Linked DNA regions of Mus musculus: all the other regions are linked to region 1. The links are chromatin contacts, called in public HiChIP or PLAC-seq and Micro-C maps. All regions are on one chromosome and are shown on one strand. Each heading gives the region's core, a stretch centred on a gene start, on an enhancer-like site or on the middle of the called end of the contact. The rest is flanking DNA. Distances are from core to core; before and after follow the strand shown. Region 1 holds the start of Ace (angiotensin I converting enzyme (peptidyl-dipeptidase A) 1). Region 2 holds the start of Tex2 (testis expressed gene 2). Region 3 overlaps Mrc2 (mannose receptor, C type 2). Region 4 holds the start of Ern1 (endoplasmic reticulum (ER) to nucleus signalling 1).

Region 1 (3,609 bases), core at 580-3,079:
CACCCTTGTGCTCCCTTCTTTGTGACAGGTGCATGCTAAGCTCTGGGAAACCCACAGAGAATAAAGCAGATTGATAGAGTCTGTATCCACTCCCCCAAAAGTATGGCATAGTGGAAAGCCCTGTGCTTCAACAAGCTCTTACAATACATTGTCACCTTGAGGGAGGAGGAGGGTGACGACTCCAAGTACCCAGGCTATCAGTAAGCAAGGTTAGATTATTTTATCACAGTAGTGAGCCTTTGATTTCATCACGTCTGTAAGGCAGAGCTGTTCATTCCTGAACTTAGTCCCTAATCGGAGAGTAAAGAGGATGTCACACTGCCACACAGCTGGGCCTGAGAATGAGCCAGCAGAAAGCACAGCCTGCTCTTCCACTGTCTGGCCTGGTACTCAGGAGCTCTTCAGAGACAGTTGGGCCTCCAGCTCCACCCTGTCTTTCTCTCTCCTTGCTTTCAGTTCTGTTTCTGACAGAGGGGGAAAAAAGAAAAAGAAAAACAAACAACACAAATCAGATGCGCTCAATACAAGCTAAGGCCTGTACTTACCCCTGCCCACCCACCCTCCTCTTTGGGATCCTCTTTCTGAACTCCATAGGTACCACTCTCAGAATCCCCTCCTAACCCTCCACCAGTACAGCCTGCTTCCTCCAGAAACACAACAGCTCACACAAACCCACAGCCCTCAAATCCTGGGAGCCCAAGCAATATGGACCACCTAAGTTCTCAGCAGGTGGCCCCTTGCTCCTTCCTCCTTTCTCCATCTCTACCCGTCCCCTGGGACCTCTTTGGGAGCAAGTCACCTGACAGGCCAGCACAGTCTCACTCTGAGTCCTTGCAGGTCACACAATCTCCCATGTGAACTCCATCACCCCATCTGGCAAGGACAAGGGTCCGCCCACCTCTTTGGGGGCACAGCCCTGGTGCTCAGAGGTTAACTTCACAGGCTGCTGATGCATTTAGAGGACCTGATTCTCCTTCCCCCAGGCCTGTCACTTTGAGGGACGGGTGGAGGAGACAGGGAAATGACTGGGAGTGTGGAGACCTGAGGTGACTTGAAGCCAATCTGTCTCAGGGGTAATTTCTCCATTTTTAAAAAGCAGGGGGTTGTTGTAATCTCTAAGGCACATTTTTTTTTAGCTTTCAGAGCGTGCAACTGCGAGGTTCTAGGGCTCTGTTGGGACCACACATGATGGTTCTTGTGAGTTGAACAGCTGTGTATCCAAAGAGTAGGGGCAGGCATGCCAGTGCTGATGGCCTAGTCTATGGCTCCCCCTCATAGAGCAGAATAGACTCTATTTCGAGGCATCCCAACAACCGAAGCCCAAGGTGAACTGGTTGCTGACATCTGCAGCACCTAGCCAAGGCGCCTGTCAGGACAGCTAAACTTCCCGCGCCCACGCAGGCGACCCCTTTCCTCCATGACCTGGCAACCTTAAGTCCATCCCGGTGGCACCAGCCTGCCACCCCCGCCCCCTTGTCACTCAAGAGCCCGGAAAGGCTTGGAGGGTTATGCCAAGCCTGCTGGGCTCTGTGGCCTGAGACTACGTGGTGGCGGCCAGAGGGCACGGTTGGGCCGCAGCAGTGTTTGCAGCGGGCAGGGACCCTTTTCTAGCTTCCTCTGAGAGAGCCCGATCTAGCCCCATTTCTCCATCCAGGCTGCTCCCTGGCCCCACAGGGCTCTCCTTGCCCAGGGCGGGCGGGGAATCAGCCGGGTTCGCGCTGCCGGGGACTTTGGAGCGAGGAGGAAGCGCGGAGGGGCGGGGAGGTGGGGGTGTGTCGGGAGGCGGTGGTGGCTGGGTTTTATAATCCGCAGGGCGGTCGCGGCACGAGAGAAGGGGCAGCGCCGCACCGCGCGCACCGCGCCATGGGGGCCGCGTCCGGCCAGCGGGGGCGGTGGCCGTTGTCGCCTCCGCTCTTGATGCTGTCGCTGCTGGTGCTGTTGCTGCAGCCGTCGCCCGCCCCGGCACTCGACCCTGGATTGCAGCCGGGCAACTTTTCCCCGGACGAGGCAGGGGCGCAGCTTTTCGCTGAAAGCTATAACTCGAGTGCCGAGGTGGTGATGTTCCAGAGCACCGTGGCCAGTTGGGCGCACGACACCAACATCACGGAGGAGAACGCGCGACGCCAGGTGGGTGCCCGGGCCCGGGCGGGGGCGGGGCGCAGCAGGACGCAGCGGCCAATCACAGGCCTGCGGTCCGTCGCCTAGGGCGGACAGCAGACGCCAGAACCCCCCCGCCCCCCAGCCTCAACCCTGAGCACTGAGGTCCCTAATGGGACCCCTGCCATTAGGCCGGACCCTCCCACCCGCTCTGCGCATTAGACAGGCAATGATGCTCCAGTACGGGCTGGGCACGTGATCCAAGCCAACACAGGAATGGAGTGGATGAAGCTGGCTCCTCAGAGGCCAAAATCCTCCCGAAGCGGCATCAAGGGTTGGGGCGATGGCTGTCTGCGTACAGGGTACCCAGCTTGGCTGCAGAGCCCTTGCCCTCTGGCATTTGCCTGATCTCCTGTTGAGTTTCTTTCCCTGGCCCTCCACTCACTGTCCCCTACTTTGGCCCCAATTTTCTCCTTCATTGTTCCCTTTGAACTAGATTCCCACACTTTCCAACCAGAGGGCTCAGGAGGAGGGGTGCTGCCCCTGCAAGCTCATCCCCAGGACAGGATCTCTGCAGGAACAAGGGGTCCGGAAGCCCTTAGCCTACCACTGCTCTCTCAGTTCTGTAGTCTCTCCTACCTGAGCCTCTTTCTAAGCTGGGCTACTCTTTCTACCCTCCTGGTGAGCACAGGAGGAAGCGGCCCTGGTCAGCCAGGAGTTTGCAGAGGTCTGGGGCAAGAAGGCCAAGGAGTTGTATGAGTCCATTTGGCAGAACTTTACTGACTCAAAGCTGCGAAGGATCATCGGATCTATTCGGACCCTAGGACCTGCCAATCTGCCCCTGGCCCAGCGGCAGCAGGTGGGTCTGAGGGTGGAGGCAGAACTTGAGCTCCCCGGGTGCCTATTGTGGTTGGGAAAGCAGCCCGGCAGACCGGAAGGGACTGATAGTCTGTTTGGACCTTGGCTATCAGGAATCTGGGGAGACAGAGTGCTGTTCATGGGCTTTTCCCTCCAGATGCATGGTGTGACAAGTCACTTTGTATTGTGGAGTAGAAAGCCAAACGCGGGAGCTGGCGGGTAGCTGAACTAGTGTGAGGCCCTGGAGTTCATACTCAGAATTGTATTGCACATACAAAGAGAGATGTGCTCTCTCTCTCTCTCTCTCTCTCTCTCTCTCTCTCTCACACACACACACACACACACACACACACAGCACAAAGGCCAGGGGATAGCAGGGATTCATGCCCGCTGTGAGCTGGAGACCAGCTGATGCTTGCCTCGGCTCTCTGGTCAGTGGGTACCACCTGCAAAGGCTGCTTGCACTGAAAGGGGCACCAGTATAGTAGGGGTTGGAAGAACTGGGTGGCCTTGTCTGAGTCACATCCTTCCTCCAGGCCGCTTTTTCCTTCCAGCCAAAGGGGTGGGAAGATTAACTCCAGGGGCTAATATTTGGTCACTAATATTTCCTCAACTCCAACTTGGCAGTACAACTCTCTGCTAAGCAACATGAGC
Region 2 (3,609 bases), core at 765-3,264, 640 kb after region 1:
ATTCTAGCACATCACAGACTCTCAATAAAAAGTTATCAAATAAATATTTTTGACTCTGGGCAATGTCTTTGTTCATAAAATCCTACAGTTAGTCTTAGTGTCATCAGGCTGAGGAGATGGCTCAATTGGTAGCGGGCTTGCCTACCACACATGAAGCCCTGGCTTTGATTCCAACACCACACAAACCTGGTGTGGAGACGCAGGACAGAAACCCTAGCGCTCAGGAACTGGCAGCAAAAGGATCAGACATTCAATGTCTATCTCAGCTAGGAACAAGGCCAACCTGGGATATGAGAGACCTTTTCTCAAAATACATACATACATACATACATACATACATACATAATACACACATACTACATACACACACATAGGAGGTTGGGGGCAGCCTAACCTTTGCTGCCTTTCCTAGAAGCAGTCTAAGAACATAACCTCTAATCACATACAGTGGTCTAGCATCGGCTAGTGGTCTAGCATCGGCTACAGCTCTCACTTCTCGCCACTCAGCCCAAACTGTCCTTCCTCGCCTATCCTTTACTACCTGTCAGTGAACTTCATCACCTCCACGTTCTAATCTGAATCTCCTTGCTCATCTCCTTTCCTGAAGACACACGTACAAGGATGTGCAGTCCCCCAGAGCCCTCCTCTATCCCTCTCCAAGCCTTCATGTCCCCTCCCTGGGAGCCCAAGGAGCAAAGATCAGCCACACTCTGGCTTCATTCTCGTAGCCTGAAGACATTTATCTGTTTGGAAGACTCTGAAAAGATACTGAAACCATTTAAGGGTTGGGAAAAGCTAACAGAAACGTTTCTCACCGGCCAATAAATCCAGACCCTTCAAACTCCCTTCCCCAAGCGCCAGAGATCACTTGTCCCTCAGTTTCCCTTGTTATTTTCCACATACAATTCACTTTCTCTTTGGATTTAATCTAGCTCCTGAAAAGACAATTCCTCTCAATTGAGCAATGGTGTCAAGACATTTGGACCTCACACCGGAACAGGACACAACCTGTGTCTTCAGGTTGTCACACTTTTCCTTTAACTCTAAAAAAATATGTCCTCCTCATCTATGAAATCTAATGACAAAGTAAGTACTCCTTAGCTCTAAGGGGAAAAAAAAGAGCGAGGGTGTTTAACAGACTTTGCCCTTAAATTTGATGCCGTGTAACCATAACAACTGATGGTTTAGGTAACCATCAACCCACTGAGGGGCTAAGTTTTCCAAAAATCGTTTTTCAGTGGGGGAAAAACTCCCTTGCACCAACTCCCGCGCGTAGAGTCGGCACTCCGGAGTGGCATGTGGTGCAATGGAGCCGGCAGCTCCTGTCCCTGCATCGGTCCCCCGGTCTCCACCACCGTCATCTCCATGCTCCCAGCGGGGCAGCTAGCGTTAGGCCTCAGCCCAATGTCACTTGTTAACCTTCCGATCTCCCCGGTTTTTGGTACGCCGCCACCTCCCTTTGAAAGCACACAAGCCACCCCTCGGTCCCCGGTGTCCGCCAGGAGTTGGGAGAAAAACAAGCGAGGCGCCGACAGCCACTGACAGATTCGCGCAAAAGTAACCGCGCTCCTCCATTCCCAAGCTTCTCCCACGGTGGCCCAGGGGGCGGAGGACGGCAAGGGCCCCACGCACAGAGGTGACAAGTGTTTTCCTTCAACGAGCGTGTGAATGCTGCTTTCCCGGACCCACACCGAGCCGCGGACGCTAGGCTGGGACCTGACGGCTTGCACCTCCCGCCCCGGGGCGACTCCGCCCTGCCCGGCCCCCAAGCAGGGAAGGTCTCTCCCGGGGCCACCCATGCCGGCGTCCCGAGCCCTGGTAGTGTGGAAGGGACCGAGCCCCGCTGCGCCAACGGCTGCGGGAGCTGCCGGTGTCCCGTAGCCGGGCCACCCAGTCAGGGCCTGCTCCGCCCGTCGCCCCACCTGGCCCGGAGCGCGCTCACCCCGGATCCGCTGGCTGCCTCATCCTACTACACCGGCGCCCGTACTTGGCGGCCGCCGCGGCTCCTGCTCCAGCTCCAGCTCCGGCTCTGGCTGGGGCCGCCGTGCTGCTGCCCGCCCGCCCCCGGGCACCGGCCGTCCCGCCCCGCCGGCGGACCCGCCCCGCGGCCGCGGCCCCCACCGCCCAACCACAGGGCGGAGGGGGCGGGGCCAGCCGCGCACCAGACATGACCAATCCAGCCAGTGCCGCGCGCCCGCGACGGGCCTGGAGGATCGGCCAGCGATCGGTCAGGGCTGTTAAAGGGGCTGCGGCGCTGCGGACTGGAAAGAAGGGGAGGCCGCGAAAAACTGCGGGTTACCTGGCAGAATCCCAGTGGGAGGAGCGAGCGTTGCACTCTCCCAATTGAAACTGAGGCGCTTTCCCCAGCTCTTTGCATTTCTTAATTTCCTCTTCCTGCAATTTAGCAACAAGTGCCTCCAAGCCGTGAGGGAAACTGTCTGGCTAGGCAGATTCTTAGGAACAGAGGTCTTAGGAGGACGTCGGACTTTATCAATCCCTGCTAGTTCCAGAAACTGGATGTCTGAGCTCCTCCTCCACACCTGACCGTAACAACCAATCGCAAACTGATTAGTAGAATTAGCGCCTAGAATTCGTGTGACGTAAATATATCATATATTATGATCTTGGGTTTTTTTTTAATACAGGGTCTCCTGTAGACTAGGCTGTTTTCAGAATTGATATGTAGCTGAAGATAGCCTTGAACTCTTAGCCTCCTGCCTCTGCCTCTACCGCTATGACTATAGGCATACACCACTACACCTGGATAACATAAGTTTACCTTAGAGGGATCGTGTCTAGGGCCCAGATAAAGGAAGGTGACTTTTAAAAATGAGTTCTCGCTTAAAATGTGCTTGGAATGGTGGAGGCTATTTTTACACCCATCAGTTCCTTACAGGGTAAAGGGAGGGGTGGAGGGGGCAGAGGGTAGGCAGGTCCCGCAGGTCCCTCATAGCACAGGGGCAGGTTGTGAGAGTGTCTTTGCTTATCAACTTTGCCTTCTAAATGAGTGGGTCCCAAACTTCAGCATCAGCCCATCCCAGAGGACTCTAGCATGTCTCAACTTTGCAATGACTGGGTCTGGGCCGTTTATTTTTCAACATTCTTTCCCCAGGAGATTCCAGTAGGGGGCGCTCTGGGGGGGCATGCTTTTTTTTTTTTTTTTTGGTTTTTCAAGACAGGGTTTCTCTGTGTAGCCCTGGCTGTCCTGGAACGCACTCTGTAGACCAGGCTGGCCTCAAACTCAGAAATCCGCCTGCCTCTGCCTCCCAAGTGCTGGGATTAAAGGCGTGCGCCACCACGCCCGGCTAGGGGCCATACTCTTTCGAGTCTCTCATTGCTGTGAAATTAAAACTCAACCGGCGGAAAATAAAGCTAGATTCCTCTGTACAATCAAAATCCATGATATGTTTGGGAGACTTGCTAGTCAGTAAACCTAGAGACCAAAAAGGAGCTCAGACTGGCCCCCTGCATGTGACACAGCACGAACTGAATGTTGACGGGCTCTAGACGCAACAGATGACAGCTGGAACTCCTCCAAGAGGAAAGGCAAGGCTGTGACCTAGCACATAAGGAAGTCAGTCTTGTTCTCTGACCAGTGAGATAATGCAT
Region 3 (3,609 bases), core at 753-3,252, 620 kb before region 1:
TCTCTCTCTCTCTCTCTCATTCTCTCTCTCTTTCTCTCTGGGTGGGGGTCAGCTGAAGAGGCTGGCCAAGCATCTGTCACTCCTGTGCCTGCTGGAATGGACCTAGGGTATGGCAGGAGGGAGCCTAGGTGGCTCAGGTGTACAAACCAGGGCACCGGTGTGGTGTCTGCTGGAGTAGAGATGGAACTTCGGAGAGACACCTTATCCACTCACAGGGTGTCATCTCCTGCTGGTCAGGGGAGGGCTCTGTCCTTGAAAGAGTCCCCTGTGGGGACCAAAATAAGTTCCCTAATGTCTCCGGCTTCTGGCTCTGGCTTGGAGAGAGGGAAGATGGTTTGGAGGGGGAGGGGCGCTGGTGAGGCTGTAACCTGGGACAGCACCAGGTGCTACCATCTGGTGTGGCCTAGGAGACCAACTCATGGAACCACTCAGCACCTTTTTCCAGAGGAGAGTCCCAGCCAGGATGGAGAGTGCCAGTCCCCGTGTCCCAGTGCAGGACGATGTGAACAAAAACTCAAAGCGGACCCTCTATTGTAGTTCTTGATTCTCGAAATGTGCTATTATTGTTTGTCTTTTTTTTTTTTTTTTTAAAGAAGGAAAAAGAGAAAAAGAATAGCAAACAAATAAAAACCTTCCAGAGGCTTGAGAAGTCAGCGTTTGTGCCTCCTTCTCTGCAGAGTCTGACCCCCGCAGCCCTGTAGGGACAGATGGCAGCTCTGTCCAGTTGTTTCTGTAGCCTGCCATTTTGCCTCTGAGCTTTTGGCTCTCCTCAGGAGACAAGTCGTCCCTGCCTACAAGCGTGTGAACTTGGGCACCTGAGCTCATTGTCCCATCAGCTTGAATAGGGCGTAGAGGATCTCCTAGGGTTGGGCTGTCGGAAAGATGCTTAAGGATGTGGTGAGTGTCCTTACCAAGTGCCTCTGAGTGCATGCAGTAAGCACTCCATAAATGCTAACTGCTACTCTTATTTCTAAAGTTTTTTTTTATTACATTGTGTGTGTGTGTGTGTGTGTGTGTGTGTGTGTGTGTGTGTGTGTGCGTGTGTGTGTGTAGGGTGAGCAATATGAATACCTGGACCAGAGTGGGAGCAGAGGGTCCCTAATGTCTCAGAGGACCGACAGGGTGACTGCAGGAGTGTGGCTGAGTGGGTGCAGGCCAGGACGCAGTGGCATGGTGGATACTGTAAGGAAGGCTGCCAGTGGGAATGGCTGATCTGATCTTTAACAAGTTCATTGTAACCGCGGTAAGGGACACAGACAATGGATGGGAGATGGGGGAGGGGAAGCAGAGGAAGCCCTTGCAATCATTAAGACCTCAGAAGATGGTGGCTGGTTTGGCCTGGAACACTAGCGGTGGTTTAGAGGCGTTGTGCGTTCTCAGGCTTACCCTGTCCAGGACTTTTAAAATCTTAGTTCTACTTGTTTTGGATAGGCAGTGTGGTCATGTGGTTCAGAGCCTAAAGGAGTGAAAAGAATACATAAAGACACCCATTGAATGTTCTCGCTCCTTCCCTTGCCCATCCACCCTGGACGCTCCTGCCATGATGGTTTTCCGAGTCTCTTTCCAATGTTTGATTCAGGCTGGGGGAAGCCACTAGGAAACATGGGATCTGGATTGCCCAGGGGGACAGCAGATCAGCTGCTTTCTGCCGGGATCAGATGTGCAGGATGAATGGGTGGGACCGCCCAAGACAGAAGAACTCTAGAGAGTCCGTGAGCTGCATTCCTGAGTGTGTGTGTGTGTGTGTGTGTGTGTGTGTGTGTGTGTGGGCTCCTCCAGCTGTCCCTACTCTGCAGCTCTCACAAGACCCATGGGAGATAGGTAGGCCAGGCATTCCGGAAGGGACGGAAGGGACCGTCAATCCAAAGTAAGGTCCTTAATGATTAACCCACTTTACCTTCAAGTGATTTGCTCTCCAAACAGAGGCCAGAGTAGCCCCTTTGTGAGTCGAGTGCTTTGCTACTAGCTGTGGCTCAAGGGTTGCTCTTCAGGCTGCTGGGAGCGGCTCTGAGGGCAGGGATGCCAGTGACCATTGCCCTGAGAGAGAAGGAAGCAGCGTGGTAAAAAGCAGTGTGAGCTCTATTGGGTCATTTGAGTAGTTGAAGGAATGAGGCTCCAAATGTCCAGTGCCACCCATCTATTTGAGAGAGAGACAGAGAGAGAGAGAGAGAGAGAGAGAGAGAGAGAGAGAGAGAGAGCATGTGCATGCCAGCAGCTGACTGGGTAAGCAAGCCTACTGACCCCAGCAGCCCCAGAAATCTACCTATCTGTACCCCCAAGAGTTACGAGCATAGGCAGCTGCTGCTCCTGGGTTTTATGTGGGTGCTGAGGATTCGAACCCAGGCCCTCACCCTTCCAGGGCAAGCATGAATTGACTCCCCAAACCTTGACAAGTTAATTTTTCCTTTTCTTTCTCTGGTGACTGGAGTCTTGCCAGAGGCCACATTCAATCCAAGTTTGTCCTACAGCCTCTTAGGCCTGGGGGCTCCCCAGAGAGTATGTTCTAAGCCTTCCTGCAGAAGAGTTAGGGAATGTTCCCGTAGTTCTCTGAGTGGTCAGGAAGAAGGCTCTGGACCTGGCCACTTGCCCTCTGGCTCCCAGCCAGTTCTAGTTTTAGAACATGTGACAAGGACTTCTATCTTCTGGTGGGGCTCAGTTCAGTTGACCACGAAGCATCTCTTCTGTGTGCCAGGTTCTCTGCGGAGCCTGCTGAGTGGCAGATGGCCTGAGACCTGTCCCAGGCCTGAGCGAAGGGCACTGTCTACCAGGCACGGAGCCCAGCTTTCCCTTGCAGGTCTGAACTGGCCCAGCTTCGAGCACCTGAATATTCAGTGACAGCTCAATGAATCCATGAATGAATGGGAAGACAGGGCAGCTCTCCAGAGAACAGCATTCCCCTATCTCCTATCAAAGCAGAGATGGCCTCCTCCCAGGTACCCTGGCAGAGCAGGCCTGGCCCAGTGGGCAGCTCTCTGAGGCCACAGGGGCAAGGAGCCAGCCAGCCTCACCACATGGCTATCCTGGAACAGAGCCGCCCAAACCTGGTCAAGCTGCCTGGACCAGTGGGGCAGGAGTCTCTGGCAGACCTGAGGTAAAGAACTAGCATCGTGAGGGAAGGCAGAAAGGAGACACTCAGGGAAGTCAGAAGAGGACAAATGAGGGATTGAAGAGGGTCCAGCATGAGAAGAAAGTGCCCAGATCTTCCCGCAGGCCTGACTTTCCTTAGGAGGGTGTTGCCAAGAGGCCTCAGGGAACTGCTGACTTCAGTCTTTGGCTCCCATCAGAATCAGCTCCATTGCATCAAAGGGGAGGGGCTGGCTTTAACCCTTCCTTGTCTGAAAAGCAAGTAGTTACAGACACTAGAAAGAGGTCTGAGCAACTGCCAGGCACCAAGGTTCAAGGCCATGTATTCAGAGAAGCCAAATACTGAATTTATCAGTTGGCTGGTGGCTTTTCTGGGGATCCCAGGCAGTGACACTTTTCTAGTTCCATCCATACTGTCTTACTTCCAGACACCCCTGAGGTCTGTGGGGTGTCTAGCTGTCCATAGGGGAGACACCTGGCCCTCTGTTACTGTGGGGTGTCCAGCTGTGTGTGTGCGTGTGTGTG
Region 4 (3,609 bases), core at 527-3,026, 520 kb after region 1:
TAAGGGCCTGGAATCTTTTATGTGAACTCTGACAAGTCTGCGTTTCTAAGCAGGACTTGAAAATACATGAACTAAAACTAAAGCTAAATCGTTGCTGGCTCCTTCTCCTATGCTGCTGAGTGACAAAAACACTAGAATCCAGCAAAAGCAGAAGAAATGCAAAGCTGTTCAGAAGGAAACCGGGTCCACCTCGGCTGGGAAACTATGAAACGTTCGAGCTCCATGGGAAACATCCAGTCATTCTGTTTATACTCGTTATCTGTGAGCAGATACCAGGCAGCAATCAATCAACCCAAGGTGAAGCGCCCAAGTTCAAAACCTGGTCCTAGTTGTGAAAAGTACATCTTTTCTTTTTAATTAGGAGAAGAAGAAGAAAACAAAACAAAAACAAAAAAACAAAAAACACCTAGGGTCTACCATGAAGAAAACGCATATAAATTTCCGTTTGGAAAAAAACAAACCAACTTGAATTTGAAAAAGTAGACCTTCTTTAATACTTCAGTAGTCTCTAAATTCTAATTTGTTATTCTGAGAGCACAGACAATTATTTACCTACAAGGCATAAGAGTTCAAAGAGTTGGCCGCGGCTGGCCCGCGGGTCTCCACACATGTCAGTCTTCCACCAGGACACCTGGTACATGATATGCCATATTAAAGGGAACACGGTACCTTCAAAGAGGTCATTAAATAGAACCAGCACAAGTGTACCATGCCCACATCCTGAAAAGTGCATTTTAAAAAAATTTTAAAGCCCCCAGTTCTTCCAACCAGAAGATGAAAATAGCCATGTCCGCCTACAAAATGTCCTCTTTAGCCAAAGTGTTCAAATCCTGAGTGGATAAAGAGTTAAATAAATATAAACCGATATTCTTCTCAAAAAAAAAAAAAAAAAAAGCGAAGACGTTTCTGACGGCCCCGCACGTGAGACAGCTTTAAGTTTTGCAGTACAACTCTGGCCCACACACCGGGTCTTTAAAAGGATCCAATGCCCACAGCTTAACTTGTTTAATGACACCTTCACTGTCTAGCAAAATTACTAGTAGGAAGCCCCCTGCCTCCGAATACAAAGAAACCTTCGGGTCAGGTAGGCAGAAACCAGCGGCGGCTGGCTAAAAACGCCGTGCCCATTCCCGGCTTCAAACGCTTTCCAAAGTCTCATTTAAAAACAAAACAAAACAAAAAACTTTCGAGTAAAGACTCAAAACTCCAGTCCACCACCCGCTTCCCCCGGCTTCGGGTGTCCATCCGCGGCCACGGCGGCAGTGCGGGCGCCCACCTGTGGAGACCGCGGGGCAGGTGGGCAGCGCGCCCAGGGCCCGGCCTTTGGGAGACAGCTCCGAGTCGCGCGCGTCCCGGGCCGTGGAGCCGCTCGCGGTCTGCCTCGGCCGCGCTGGCCCCGGAGGCGCCTCCGGAGGCGGACGCCAGTGTGTGGCCGGCCGACGCAGCTCCCACCGCCAAGCCTCCCGCAGCTGCCTCAGCCCAGGCGCCGGGCCTCCCGCCGCTGCGGCCCGGCTCGGACGCCAGCCCCCGCCACCGCGCGACTCTCCTCTGGCCGCGAGCCGGCCCGTCCCCGCACCGCACTCCCCTGGTTACTCACCCCGGGGCCGGGCGGCGGTAGCAGCAGCGCCAGCAGGAGCAACAGCCACCGGGCCGGCATGGCAGGACGTGGCCCTGACTCCGGGCCCCGCCGGCCGGTTCTGGAGCCCGCGCGAACAGAGGGCTGGACGGGGGCGCCGCAACGACAGCGCGGCACCGGCGGAGGATCGGTGGACACGGAGCTGACTGGGCGGCGGCGACACCCCCATTCCCAGCCCTATAAGTGCCTTGTGTCCCGGCTTCTTCCGGTCGGGGCGGGCTTTAGGGCGGTCCCGGGGGCGGGGGCTGTGAGAGGCGGAGTCACTGCCTGGATGGGGAGGAGCCTATGTTGTTTTGTGGGCGTGGTAAGAGTGGGAGGGTGGGGTTAGAGGCCAACGCGGTGCTAGCTTCTAGCTGCCTCCTATCCTGGGCGCTAGAAGCCGAAGACCAACTCTTGGCTTTGGGTATTTGTGGACGCTGTGCTTCTGAATGAAGAAGCTTGTTCGCAAGCCAAGGGAAAATGACATGTTGCCCCACAGGAAGTCCCACTCGCCCGATGAAGAACCCGAGGCGCCAGGCTTGCCCACAACCCTCCGTCTCCCTGCTGCCGGCCACCACTTACAAGGGTTGTCTAAGCGACCTCTAGAGCAGAGCAAGGGTTTCAGCAGCTGGCGGAAATTCGACCCTGAGACGCAGCCTTAGAGTTCACTGACGAGGGTCCTCCAGCTGTGCCTCATCCAGCCCGAAGGCCCCTTTCTTCCCTAGCCTTGCCCCTCAGGAATTCCCCGAAAGTCATGTCCAGCAGCCATCCGTTCCTCTCGGGATGAACAACAGCCAACTCATTCACCAAAAATTATAAGGAAATCATGCGGGCCTCTCGTGTCACATGTGTTTATGTGACCTTTGTAGATGTGGCCTGGTGAAGCTTGAGAGGACATGTGTCACAACTCTTTGGAGGTGGGCTGAGGACTCCAAGGTCTATTTAAGGGTGTGGATTATTAATCAGAACTAATGAGCCCAATAAGTTGTTTGGTCACTGGGTCCCAAGCTGCCCTCCTCTGAGTTGGAAGAGGGAGAACTTGTTTATAATAGGAAAGACAAAACATTCAGTGCTCAAGGAAAAAGTAGCTTATTATTCTAGTAGAAAAAGGGAGTTGCTGGGAGTGTAGTTCTGTTGGTACAGCACTTGCATAGTCTGCGAGAGAGGTACTGGGCTACATCTCCAGCCCTCCCAATATTGGATGTGTTGCCTCACACCTGAAATCCCAGCACCCTGGGGGTGGAGACAGGATCCGAAGTTCTAAGTAATCCTTGGCTACCTAGTGAGTTTGAAGCCAACCCAGATTATGTGGGGCCACGGGAGAACCGGAGCAAATTCTCTGTTTCCCCTGGCTTGCTCCTTTGACAGCCCGTTGGAATTTTCAGGTTTTTGAAGAGAAAAGGTTATCCTAGGGGGGGAAAAAACCGCAAAGAGGTAGTATATGATAGGTAGGGATTAGGGGTGTGTTGGGCTAAGGGCCCAGTCAGTATGTGCTTTGGGTCAACTCTATCCAATGGTAACAGACAGAACTGTCCCTAGGAAGACCAATCCTATTCCTGCCTCTACCCCCACAACCTGGAACAGCTCCCACCATGCTGCAGAAGCCAGCACCAGCTTGGGAAGGGAATTTTGGGCAAGTTTGAAAGCAGCAGACACAATTTGAAGTGTTACCCACAAGTCTCAAGGCAAATAAGTTTGGGATTTGCAGAGAGAATGGGGAAGACTAGAAGCTCCGACACTCCTGAGCATGCTCCCCCCCCCCCCCCCCCGCCCGGAAGCCATGGAGCTGGCCAATGATGCAAGCTGACAACGGGACCTGTGAGACCACATGCTTGGATTTTCAAATGAAAAACCCTGGAGCCTGGAGCCAGTGACATGACTCACATTCAGCAGATAACAACGTGTGATGTGCAAGCCTGACTTCAGTCCTCCTATTAGTGAAAGGAGAAAGCAAGCTCCTGGAAGTTGACCTCTGACCTCTCATACATATTGTA

What was found. A called contact is a pair of places that touch in the nucleus more often than the background predicts. HiChIP or PLAC-seq counts read pairs in DNA pulled down with a chosen protein or histone mark.
Region 2: a FOXA1 HiChIP or PLAC-seq map of pancreatic cancer cells shows a contact between it and region 1. The contact joins the promoter of Tex2 here to the promoter of Ace in region 1. A contact is called at or near these places in 1 of 39 promoter capture datasets (maxillary cranial neural crest) and 2 of 115 datasets of contacts at active chromatin or transcription factors (embryonic stem cells and pancreatic cancer cells).
Region 3: an H3K27ac HiChIP or PLAC-seq map of extraembryonic endoderm stem cells shows a contact between it and region 1, with 15 times the contacts expected there. The contact joins the enhancer-like site here to the promoter of Ace in region 1. A contact is called at or near these places in 5 of 39 promoter capture datasets (the HPC-7 cell line, cranial neural crest, hippocampal neurons and 2 more), 6 of 484 Hi-C or Micro-C datasets (Th2 cells, bone marrow-derived macrophages, cerebral cortex and 2 more), 11 of 115 datasets of contacts at active chromatin or transcription factors (differentiating embryonic stem cells, embryonic basal ganglia, embryonic forebrain and 7 more) and 4 of 9 other capture datasets (adipose tissue, embryonic stem cells, liver and 1 more).
Region 4: a contact with region 1 is called in a Micro-C map of embryonic stem cells, with 2.5 times the contacts expected there. The contact joins the promoter of Ern1 here to the promoter of Ace in region 1. A contact is called at or near these places in 1 of 39 promoter capture datasets (embryonic stem cells), 1 of 484 Hi-C or Micro-C datasets (embryonic stem cells) and 2 of 115 datasets of contacts at active chromatin or transcription factors (embryonic stem cells and pancreatic cancer cells).

Annotation. Positions count from the first base shown.
Region 1 is chr11:105,966,119-105,969,727 of GRCm38.p6, forward strand. Ace (angiotensin I converting enzyme (peptidyl-dipeptidase A) 1) reads left to right here and starts at 1,830. Exons shown (of 25, transcript NM_207624.6): 1 at 1,830-2,127; 2 at 2,789-2,956; 3 at 3,583-3,609. The coding sequence starts at 1,864. It overlaps Gm11651 (predicted gene 11651), which reads right to left. Exons shown (of 3, transcript NR_104047.1): 3 at 1-458.
Region 2 is chr11:106,610,916-106,614,524 of GRCm38.p6, forward strand. Tex2 (testis expressed gene 2) reads right to left here and starts at 2,015. Exons shown (of 12, transcript NM_198292.3): 1 at 1,943-2,015.
Region 3 is chr11:105,350,494-105,354,102 of GRCm38.p6, forward strand. Mrc2 (mannose receptor, C type 2) reads left to right here. Exons shown (of 30, transcript NM_008626.3): 30 at 1-652. Among named protein-coding and RNA genes, the nearest start is that of Mrc2, 60 kb to the left of the region's middle. Within about 2 kb of position 2,003, at least 69 of the 459 cell types and tissues checked have an H3K27ac peak or open chromatin away from gene starts, as enhancers often do. A contact at or near this core is called in adipose tissue, extraembryonic endoderm stem cells and kidney, where this site is marked.
Region 4 is chr11:106,486,020-106,489,628 of GRCm38.p6, forward strand. It overlaps Ern1 (endoplasmic reticulum (ER) to nucleus signalling 1), which reads right to left and starts at 1,777. Exons shown (of 22, transcript NM_023913.2): 1 at 1,598-1,777. The coding sequence starts at 1,657.